Regions from separate parts of the Sus scrofa genome. Here region 1 is linked to region 2. Evidence: chromatin contacts called from public HiChIP or PLAC-seq data. All regions are on one chromosome and are shown on one strand. Each heading gives the region's core, a stretch centred on a gene start, on an enhancer-like site or on the middle of the called end of the contact. The rest is flanking DNA. Distances are from core to core; before and after follow the strand shown.

Region 1 (5,321 bases), core at 425-2,924, 89 kb before region 2:
ACGGAAGTTTGCTGTAACAGAAGGTTACTACTAGTCATGAGGAGCAGACAGCACCATGAAGGGTTTTAGTGGTTTTCTAATATGAGGAGATGCAAGAAGTTTTCTCCTAAAACATCTAACTCTCTGAAGATCTGCTCTTCCAGTTTCCCCAGAGCACAGAGTGCCTCAGCTCTGCTTGGGGGTGTGCCTCGGGTCGGCAGTGCAGTGGCTCATGGTTTAATTCCGTAGAGGCAGATGGCAAGTGCCAAACTCCAGTTCACAATAGCATCTAAAGAAACAATATCACAAGACATCTACACGCCTGCACACAGTTGGGGATGGCAATGACACTGACCCCCGTCTCAATGATTAGCCGAGATCACTTCCCTTTTCTCTTTAAAAAATTTCATGGCTGAGCAGAATCTTCAGAGATAGTTTTTGGGGGACACTGAGTCCACCATCTCCCAGGATGGCAAGCGTTCTGACTGAAAGCAACCTGCCTTTCCACCAACATTTGCGAGTATTGTTTTTTTTAAGGGGCAAGTAGCTGGACCTGACTCTATAAAAAAGTGAGGGGACATCCACAAGGGTGTTCACTGTCCGTTGGGTGTGTAGTGTGAGTGATACTAATCTCTGATTGTAAATTCCTCCCAGGGGGTTGTCCCCAGGGCAGATCAGGTGATGCCCAGCAGAAGTTCCTCTCATGCAGAAGGGAGGTGCCGCCCCCAGCTGGAGGGGCCCTGGTGATGCAGCTAGCTCAACCTTCCCATTTTACAGAGGGAGAAACTGAGGCTGGAGATGGAAGAAGGGTGTTTCCAGTCACACAGCCAGTTGGTGGCACAGCTGGAACCAGGTCTCTGCATGTTTTCTTTAGCCTTTTTTTTTTTTTTGCTGAATCACGTTGCCTCCTGAAAGTGGATTTGTGGAAAGGCTTCCAAAGCAAAACAGAAAAATGGATGGCCTGACTTTGGGGTGAGAGAGAGTGAATTAAGTAAAGAGAATGCTCACTGAACATTCATTATTAAAGTTAGCCTCAGGCTAGGAGGGGCTGTGTTGCTGCTGTGACACAGGCTGAAGCTTCCCAGAAGGGGGTGGGGGTGGGATGGCCAGGCAAGGTCCAGGACACATTTGGGTAAGGGGTTTCACTTTCTGAAGAACACAGCCAGGCCTGAGGTCTGTTAGGAGGGGAGAAGCAGAGACAGATGTAGGATGGGACAGCCTCGTTTACAGCACCACTGGCCAGACGTTTTCTAGATGGACTTGTGTCACCACAGGGAGGCGTTATACCAGCCCTCTAGAGGAGGCTTGCAAATGTTATGGGACTTGTTCAGGCTCAACGGGCTTTCAGTGACAGAGCTGGTGTTTGACCAGCTGGAGCTGTGGCAGAAATCTGGGCTTGGCACCTAGGTTTTGCCACATTTGAGCTGTGTATCCTTGGGGGGCCACTTTGCCTGAGTCTCAGTTTCCTAGCCTGCCCATCAGGCAATGGTCCTAGGACAGATCCTGATGTCTGGGTGTTCCCACAGGTTTTGCAAACAATCTGTGTGAATGCTGAGTGGGGTGCCCAGCCTTGATGGTGATTTTGGAGGCCCCAGGCTAGGTCCTTGAAAGTTTCTCAAGCACAGACTGTGCTGCAAGATCAAGTTCCTCTCTCCCCGGGTGACCTGGGTGGATGGGTGCACTCTCCCTGGAAGAGAAACCCGGTTTCCGGAGGTTTGTGGGTGATTCCGAGAAAGGGCCAGCCCCTTCTGGGAAGGAAGGAGGGGAGAGGGGGGTGGCAGGGAGCAGCTGGGGCCTGAGCAGAGAGGTCAGGTGAGGGGAGCAGACTGTGCCGGGAAGAGCATATTGATTTCCTCCTTTTAGAAATGGACTCGAGTGGAATCATTCATAATGTGCCCTCCCCACTGCTGACAATACCCATTCCCATCACTGTCGGGGAAATGGATTTGCAGCACTCTCGGAAAGAGAAAACAGATTGCCTGAGCTATGCAGGGAGAGCTTGGTTCCATCCCTGAATGCTTTCAGGAGAGCCTGCCAGTGGCTTGCTGGGGACAGAGGGCAGAGGGATGCACTCTCAGCGCCTGCTCCAGGGAAAACAAGGTCTGCATCAAGCACTGCAACTGTTGCCCAAACTTGGCCTCTGTCCATTGGCGCCGAATAGCTATGTGGAGAGAGTTTTGGGTGAAGGAGGAAAAGATGGCTTTGCCAGGAAAGGGGACCACAGCAGGCTAATGCCTTAAAGACTGTGACCCCTTGGAAGGGGTTAGGAGGTGGTTTTATAGTTTGGAAAGTGGAAACAAGGCTGCAGATGAGGATCAGGCTAGAGGCAAGCATGCATTGTCCTTCAAAGCTGGTGTTTAGTGGTCCAGGACTGGCTCTGGTGGTCCTCCTTCTTCCCGGAATGAAGAAAGCTTCATCAAGTAGTTCTTCCATCTGTTGGGGCTTTTAATTGTGCCGAAAGGCTTGAAGATATTGTTATGTACATTCCTTGAAGAGGAACCAGGACCCTGCCCCAAGGCTGCACTGTTGTCTCTTGACTTCTTCTCCCTGGTCTCTGCATCCCTTCCCTTCCCTGATTAGCAACTGCCCTTTGGAACTCAGGAAAGGTCTTAGAGGCTGAAGCTTATTCCCTAAAAACAAGGAATGGAGGACCCAGAAATGCTTGTGTGCGCTGGAGTCCCACAGGGCCCTAGCTTGTTTGTACAACAGTGACAAGCAGTCAGTCCTTGGTGGGCTGGGTCTTCAAGGGGGTAATGATGGACCCGGGGGGGGGGGGGAGGGGAGGGAAGGGTCAGCAGGCTGCCTGGGGGAGCAGAATTTGGGCTGAGTCTCAGAAGCAGGAGGGGGCCACGCTGAGCATTCTGGGTAGAGGGACGCCAACCCAAGTTCTGGTCAGGGGGATTCTTGCAGCAAACCAGTGGGAGCCTGGGAGCTGGGGCCCACAGGATGGAGGTGAGAGGTGGCTGGAGAAGAAGGCGGGTGGTAATGGGGCTCCTGATGCCTTTCCTTGCTGCCTCCTTTCTGTTGCTGTCATCCAGGTGTGGATCAGCCCCCTGCCAGTAACTCAGATGCCCCTTCTGGCCCTGGAGCCGGCAAAAGCTGGCTGACTGGGGTCATGGTTCTGCTTGCCTTAGCCTTGGCCTGAGGTTTCTGGCTGCAGGGTAGCTTCATGGGACACAGGGATCAACCAGCCATGACCTATTTTGAAGAGAGACTGGGGCCAGTCCCCTGCCCGGCCAGACTGCAAGGCATGTCTTGGTGTGGGTTCCTTTATTCCTTCATCCATTCATTCATTCACCTGTACAGTCTTTCTCTAGAGGAATATCAATGCCAAGGCCAGGTGGGCTGGACTCCCAGCATTAAGTGGGGAGGGGACAAGGACAGACACAGGTCTTGGAGCCAGGCAGATGAGTATGTGATCTTTAGCAAGCCATTGAGATCTCTGAGCCTCAGTTTCCTTAGCAGCAAAGTGGGGCTTCTCAGGTGGTCGAGAGGCTCCAGGGATATGGTAACTATTAAGGAAACTGGCATGTGCCAGCCCTGTACTTGGGCACTGGAGCTCAACAAGGTGCCCTTCATATGCTTGGACACAGTGGGAAGGCTGTGCCTCAGGGCCTTGGCACGTGTTGTGTCCTTGGCTGGAGTGCTCTTCTTCCTGATACCCTGTGGGCAGCTCCTAAACTTCCTTTAGCTGTTTGCTTGCTGTCACCTTCTCAGGAAGGCTCCTTGGCCACCCCACAACCCCACACATGTGCCATCTGATTTGTGAACTTCACGAGGGTGCAGCTCTTATTTTTCTCCCCTGTATCTCCTCTGTTCCAGAATACTGCCTGGCATGTGCCAAGGGGGGGAAGGGAGGCCATGGAAATGGGGCCCAGGCAGGGTTACAGTCACGGTGAAGGGGGCTGGGCCAATCCTCTGAGCCTCGGTGGAGTGGGGAGAGCATGCTGGGCATTGAATCAGACCGCGTGTGTGGGTTGGGGGTGGGGGTGGGGGGTAGGATGGGGGTCAGGCCCCAAATGATTGAGGGTCTGTTGCAGCCTGAGAGGAGCTCCTCATCTGTGGGGGCACAAGACCTAAATGGAGGCGTGTTTAGAGCCACCCATGATGATTCAGAACCAGGACAGGGCAGTGACCTCCCAGGGAGATGTCCTATGGTGACCTCAGAGGGTTGCTTCGTGGCTCCTGGCAGGGCCCCTCTCTGTGCCTCCTGTTTGGGTCAGGGTGACCTGGGCTCCTTTCTGGCGTTGCCCCTGGGTGCCTGAGAGCCATTCTCCCTTTATCACAGGGTACACACAGATGGAGGAGGACTCTGTAAAACTGAGGGAGGTGGGGTGCAGCAAGGGACAAAGTCAGGACCCCTGCCCAAACCCTGCCCTTGACACAGAGCCTGTCTCTCCATGATGGGGACACAGCCAGCAACAAAACCTTCCTGGGAGATGGGGCCTGGCCAGGTCTGCACCCTGCCCCCGCCGACATGCTCGATGACCGTGGGCTAATGACCAAGCTCACCAAGCCTCAGTTTCTTTATCTGGGAAATGGGCAGAGTGATAGTGCCCGCTCCAAAGGGCCTCTGTGTTGCCTCCATCCTGAGCCACTGAAGTCAGGGTTGGAGGCCTTGAGAGGAGACCAAGCCAAGACAGGAGGCACATTCAGCCACCTTCCCAGGTGAGCTAGTGAAGGAGGGGCAGATGCCAGGGCCCTACCATTTAGGGGAAGAGAAGCCCTCAGGGCTGGCCTGTGTGTGTGGTCTGTCTCCACCTGGCCTTGGGCCTGGACTCTGGCTCAGAGAGAGCCATTGACAGAGGCAGTTTTGGAGGCAGGAAGTGTGGGGTATTTGTCTTAGGGTCATTGGGAGCAACAGTGCATTTGCTAAGCACCCACTGTGTGTCCAACTCCATGCTGGGGCTCCAGCTCCTCCCTTCAGGGACCCAGGCCTCTGGCAGCAGCCTTTCCTCCAGCTCCTGGTCAGAGCAGGGCAGGGACGTGTTTCTGGGATCTGAGAGCTCCCTGCCATCAGAGGTTCACTCCCATCCTGGACAGGAAGGAGGCATGAAGGAGTAGAGACAGCTGGTCTCTGTCCACAGGATGGACGTGTTCCTGGGCCTGTGCTGAGCAGGGTCAATCGAGGTGGTTAGGGTGCCTGCCTGGAAGAGGCATCCTGGACTGAGCTGGCTGACAGGGTGAGGGCAGTGGGATGGAGAGGGGAGGGTTGCGAGATGCAGCTAGCTTTGATGCTTCTGCGTCGGGGACCCAGTTCATGTGGCTCATTCCCACTGGACAGTAAGTTGGAGAGCCAACAACACAGAGAGAATTTTCCTGACCTGCTTCTGAAGCCTAGA
Region 2 (5,054 bases), core at 1,116-3,615:
TCCATATGCTGCAGGCGTGGCCGTAAAAAGAAAATAATATATATATATATTATTATTTTTTTTAATTTAGGGCTTCACCTGTGGCATGTGGAAGTTCTCAGTCTAGGGGCCAAATCAGAGTATCTGCTGGCCTACACCACAGCCACAGTGATACCAGATCTGAGCCTCATCTGTGCCACAGCACACGGCAATGCTGGATTCTTAACCCACTGAGCAAGGCTAGAGATTGAACCCGCAAACTCATGGATACTAGTTAGGATTTTTTTTTTCGTCTTTTTGTCTTTTTGCTATTTCTTGGGCCGCTCCCGTGGCATATGGAGTTTCCCAGGCTAGGGGTCGAATCAGAGCTGTAGCCACTGGCCTGCACCAGAGCCACAGCAATGCAGGATCCGAGCCGCGTCTGCAACCTACACCACAGCTCATGGCAATGCCTGATCCTTAACCCATTGAGCGAGGCCAGGGATTTAACCTGAAAACTCATGGTTCCTAGTCGGATTCATTAACCACTGTGCCACGATGGGAACTCCACTAGTTAGGATTGTTACCACTGAGCCACAATGGGAACTACAAAAAAATTTTTAAATCTTTAAAAAAAATTGCCTTCATAGGAAAGTTTACCTGGCATGGTAGAATAACATATAGGCCAAGACATGGACTATTTAAGTTCTTGCTGGCTTTGTATCTACCTGGTGTGTAGCTTCGTTCAAGGCCCTATGTGGGTCTTTGTTTCTCTATCTGGTAAATGGGTATAATTCTGGCTGTGCTTATGTCATCATGTTTTATGAGAATCACATGAGAGAATGAATATGAAAACAGTCTGCTCAGTTAAACCACACTCTAGAGCCGTGATTAAATGTGGGCCCCAGGCTTCCACCCAATTTGCTGGCTGTGTAACTCTGGCAGTTTGCTCAGTGTCCCTGATCTTGGGATTCCTCCTCTGTAATACTTCAGAGGATTGTTGTGATGAGGGATGGGGGACATAACAGTTAATTGTGACCGGTAGCCACATGATTTCCTTGGGCCCTGCTGCATCATCCTGAGCCCTCAGTGGCTTATTTTTAAAAAGACATTAAAGTGTGTGGAAGTAAGATGTTTGAGAAAATGTGATTACTTTATGAATCAGGAAAAATTCAGAAAATCTGGGGTCTTGTAGGGGAATCCCAGAAAAGGGGAATGGGGTCCCTTCTTCCATGTGGCATCTCCTGTGCTCCTCTGGGGCACAAGGAACAGGAAGGAGGTGGGGAGAGGTTCTCAGAACCAGCCACTTGGGATCTGGGGCCCAGGGGGCCTGCACCTCTTCCCAGCACTGCCCAGTCGGTCCTCTGGCTCCTGTTACCAGAGCAGGGTGTGCCTGAGCAGGCAGGTGGTTGTGCAGGGCCCCTCGGTCACTCCCACTCGTCTTGCCAGTGCTCCCGCCGCTGACCCAGGCAGTGACCGGTCCTCCGTCTCTCCTCCCACCCTCCTCAGCCTCTGCTCTGTCCCTCTCTGTCGCCTGCAGGAAGCTGGTCTAATGAGGTGCACTTTGCTGCCTGCTAGGGTGGGCAAAACTGCTCTGTCAGCATTTCTTCAGTTTCTAATAAACCACAGAAAAATTCCCTGCAGACAAAAGCTTGGCGCAGAGGTCCTCAGCTTAGAAAGGAGTTTCCTCTTGAAGTTAGCATGAAGTCAGTTTCCAGGGCTGTCCCCTACCCCACGGTTTCCTTTGGGGGAAGGATGTGGAGGCTAAGGAAGGAAGAGGGCAGGAGATGGCCACTTGAAAATTTCAGGCCTGCCTTCCCTTCCCCCACCTCCCTGTCTCTCCTCCCTGCCACCGCATTCACAGGGTCTGTGGCTGCTGTGGCGTTACTGTTCAAAAACCTGGGGACTCCATTACCACACTGTCTGCCAGAGCATGGCATTTTGTTGGTGCAAAATGTTTCAGTCCCTGAGATGGCATACCTGACATGTGTGGCTTCTTTACACCTTGCTACCTTGTTCTGGCTGAGTGCCATGGAGTTTCTGGAGTCACCTGGGCCTGGGCTATGTTTCCAGATCTTCCTTTTAGTAGATTGAGGACATGAAGATTTCCACACAATTGATGCCCAATAAATGCCCAATAAATGCCCACAGTATTGCCCAGACTCCCATGTGTCTCTGAAGCTTCTCTAGTGTGTTCAGAGAGGCCTTATACACATCCCCCTCTTTTTTTTTTTTTTTTTTTTTTTTTTTTTTGCCTTTTTTGGCTGCATCTGTAGCACGTGGAAATTCCTGGGCTAGGGATCGAATCTGAGCCACAGCTGTGACCTATGCCACAGCTGTGGCAATGCCGGATCCTTAGCCCACTGTGCCACAGCAGGAACTCCCACACACCCTTCCTTTCAGGCATTGCACCATCATTAGGAAATGACCCATAAAGTCTGAGATAGCATCCAAGATAAATACAGCTAGACATTGATTAAATGGTGGTAATGTTTTATTGTGTAATCACTGCAGTTGGGGGAGAGCTGAGCTTCATTCTGACTCAGCAGAGGTGACTTATGGGGCTCTGAAGGGAGAATGGAGGAGTAGGGAGGGGGTGAGTGTAGTCTGAGCAGAGTCAAGTGAAAAATCACAAGAAGCAGGTGAGAGACTGGTCAGTGTTGGTTCTGTGTCTGAAAACTGGTGCTCATCACATTAGGCTTCCCTCCCACAGAGACTGGGACAAGGGCCCTGTCCTTCCTGATGATTACATTTTAAATTTATCTTATTTTTAATTGAAATATATTAAATATTATTGATTTATAATAATTGTGTTAGTTTCAGGTATACAGCACAGCGATATATATATATATGTATGAATTCTTCTTGCCTTACATGTTATTACAAAATATTGGTATTGTCCCCTTTGCTATACAGGAGGTCTTTGTTGTTTATCTATTTTATATATGGTAGTGTGTATATGTGAATCCCAGATTTCTAACTTATCCCTCCCCCCACACTCCTTTTCCCTTTGGGAACCATAAGTTTGTTTTCTATGCCTTTGAGTCTATTTCTGTTTTGTAAATAAGTTCATTTATACCATATTTTAGATTCCACATGTAAGTGATATCATCTCATATTTGTCTTTCTCTCTCTGACTTACTTCACTTAGTATGAGAATCTCTAGGTGCATCCAAGTTGCTGAAAATGGCATTATTCCCTTCTTTTTTTATGGCTGAGTAGTGTTCCATTGTGTATATATACCACATCTTCTTTCATTTTAAAGTCCTGGTTCCAGGTCCTTGAAAAAGACATTCCTGGGTGGCAGGAGACACATCTATCTCAATGGAAGGATGGACGGAGGAAGGATTTACGGTTTTAAGTTTTATAAAAGAGCTGGGGTTCAGGAGCCCACAGTCAGATATTGGCTGAAACAAATGGCAGATCCTTTTGGTGGCACTAAGACTTCTTTAGCAGCATTTTTAGGAGACAGGTCATGATCTTAGACTCCTAGAAGCCACACTGGTGTTTGTTCAGTTTTCTTAGTGTGCATGTGGAAGGGTGGAGGAAATCATTTATGTTGAAAGTTGCAGTTCATTTTTAAGTTTTATTGAAGTATAGTTGATTTGCAATGTTGTGGTAATTTCTGCTGTACAACAGAGCGATTTAGTTACACATGTGCACATATCTATTCTTTTTCTGATGCCATATAGACTACCACAGGATATGGAGTAGATTATCCTGTGCTATACACAATGTATCATTGTTGGCCCATCATTCCATACACCTCAGTGTGCACGGGCCAGTTCTTTTCAGCCCAGGTGGAGGACTGGTCAGAATGGGCACAGAGGAGCCTGGCTAGAGTCATTCAGGAGAGAGCAGTGTTGTCAGCAGGAGGCCAGGGGTTGTTGCTCTTGTCTTACCGAGGAGCAGACTGAGGCTGGGAGGTACTTGCCCCAGGCACACACGAATGATCTAAAGTCAGAGTACCTCCCAGCCTAGGTTTGCACCTCTGTACAGAAACGCATATGGCCATTCCATCCGATCCTCAAAGGAAGGGTAATGGATGTTTGCCCACCAGGTGGTGAGCCACCTGTGCCTGGTTCTCCGAGGGCAAGGAAGGATTGTCCAACTCAGCCTCCACGCACAGGCTGGTGTTCTCTCTGGTCTGGGTTGCCCCACTTCACTGGTGAGCAGATCGCTGTGGAGCTGACCTGAAGGATCTTGAGCCCAGTTGGGCCATGTTTTGCAAGAGGAATGGGCAGTGCACTTGGCTCTAGCACGCTGGGGCCTCCTGCGTATGGTGGGTGCTTCTGTGGCTGGAGCCCCGGCACTGCTTTCTGGAAGCTCTGTGATGGTGAGGGTGCAGTCTCCTCCACTATGGCTTCCAGCATTTCCTGAGGGTTCCTTCGGGTCCTGTTCTCAATCTGAGGTGCTTTCTCCTTGCTCTGCTAACCTTTACACCAGCACCCACACAGCTGGATGTGCAGTACAGGGCCAGGTGTGTGTGCTGGAACAAAGCTGCCCCTGCGATGGGGGGAGTGGGAGGGCCGGCTGAAATGGAGAGCAGGGGTAACACTCAAAGTCAAAAGGGGGTCCCGGCTGGAGGCAGACACAGAGGCCGTGCCCACGAGGGGCAGGTCCAGTGGGGAAGTGTGGGGTCCCAGACACAGGAGGGTGGGAGGGCCAGAGCAGAGGGGGACTGGGGACAGATGAGAGAGTGCTCGGTGAAGGTGCCTCACAGGTTGGACCCCAGGACTGGGCGAAGGGGGTCGCAGTCTGTCACCAGGACATGGTCCAGGGTCAGGTTCTCAAAAGATGATCAGCTGAAGGGAAATTAAGAACATATCAGGCTTCCATCAACAGAAGAGCTGGACTGGCTGGGGGAGGGGGTGGTTCCGGAGGCTGGCCTTTCCTGGTTGGCAGGAGTGCCTGAAACTGCCTCAGCTCTCCCATGTCAGAGTGGTCTCATCTGGTGCTGAGTGCTTTCCTGCTCTGGATCCACTGATAGGATGTTCCTGGAACTCCAGGGACTTTCCGAAGGAACCCCCGGGGGCCCGCTGTTTGGGTCAGGGGCATAGGGGGAGAAGGGGGCATCAAATTCATGCTGGGTTTTA

What was found. HiChIP or PLAC-seq counts read pairs in DNA pulled down with a chosen protein or histone mark.
Region 1: an H3K27ac HiChIP or PLAC-seq map of alveolar macrophages shows a contact between it and region 2. The contact joins two enhancer-like sites. A contact is called at or near these places in 3 of 47 Hi-C or Micro-C datasets (liver and skeletal muscle) and 2 of 2 datasets of contacts at active chromatin or transcription factors (alveolar macrophages and skeletal muscle).

Annotation. Positions count from the first base shown.
Region 1 is chr15:58,925,939-58,931,259 of Sscrofa11.1, reverse strand. No RefSeq gene overlaps it. Among named protein-coding and RNA genes, the nearest start is that of HS6ST1, 140 kb to the left of the region's middle. Within about 2 kb of position 1,674, at least 14 of the 83 cell types and tissues checked have an H3K27ac peak or open chromatin away from gene starts, as enhancers often do. A contact at or near this core is called in alveolar macrophages, where this site is marked.
Region 2 is chr15:58,838,067-58,843,120 of Sscrofa11.1, reverse strand. The region is part of intron 2 of LOC106506245 (a long non-coding RNA gene); the gene reads left to right. Among named protein-coding and RNA genes, the nearest start is that of HS6ST1, 230 kb to the left of the region's middle. Within about 2 kb of position 2,365, at least 6 of the 83 cell types and tissues checked have an H3K27ac peak or open chromatin away from gene starts, as enhancers often do. A contact at or near this core is called in alveolar macrophages, where this site is marked.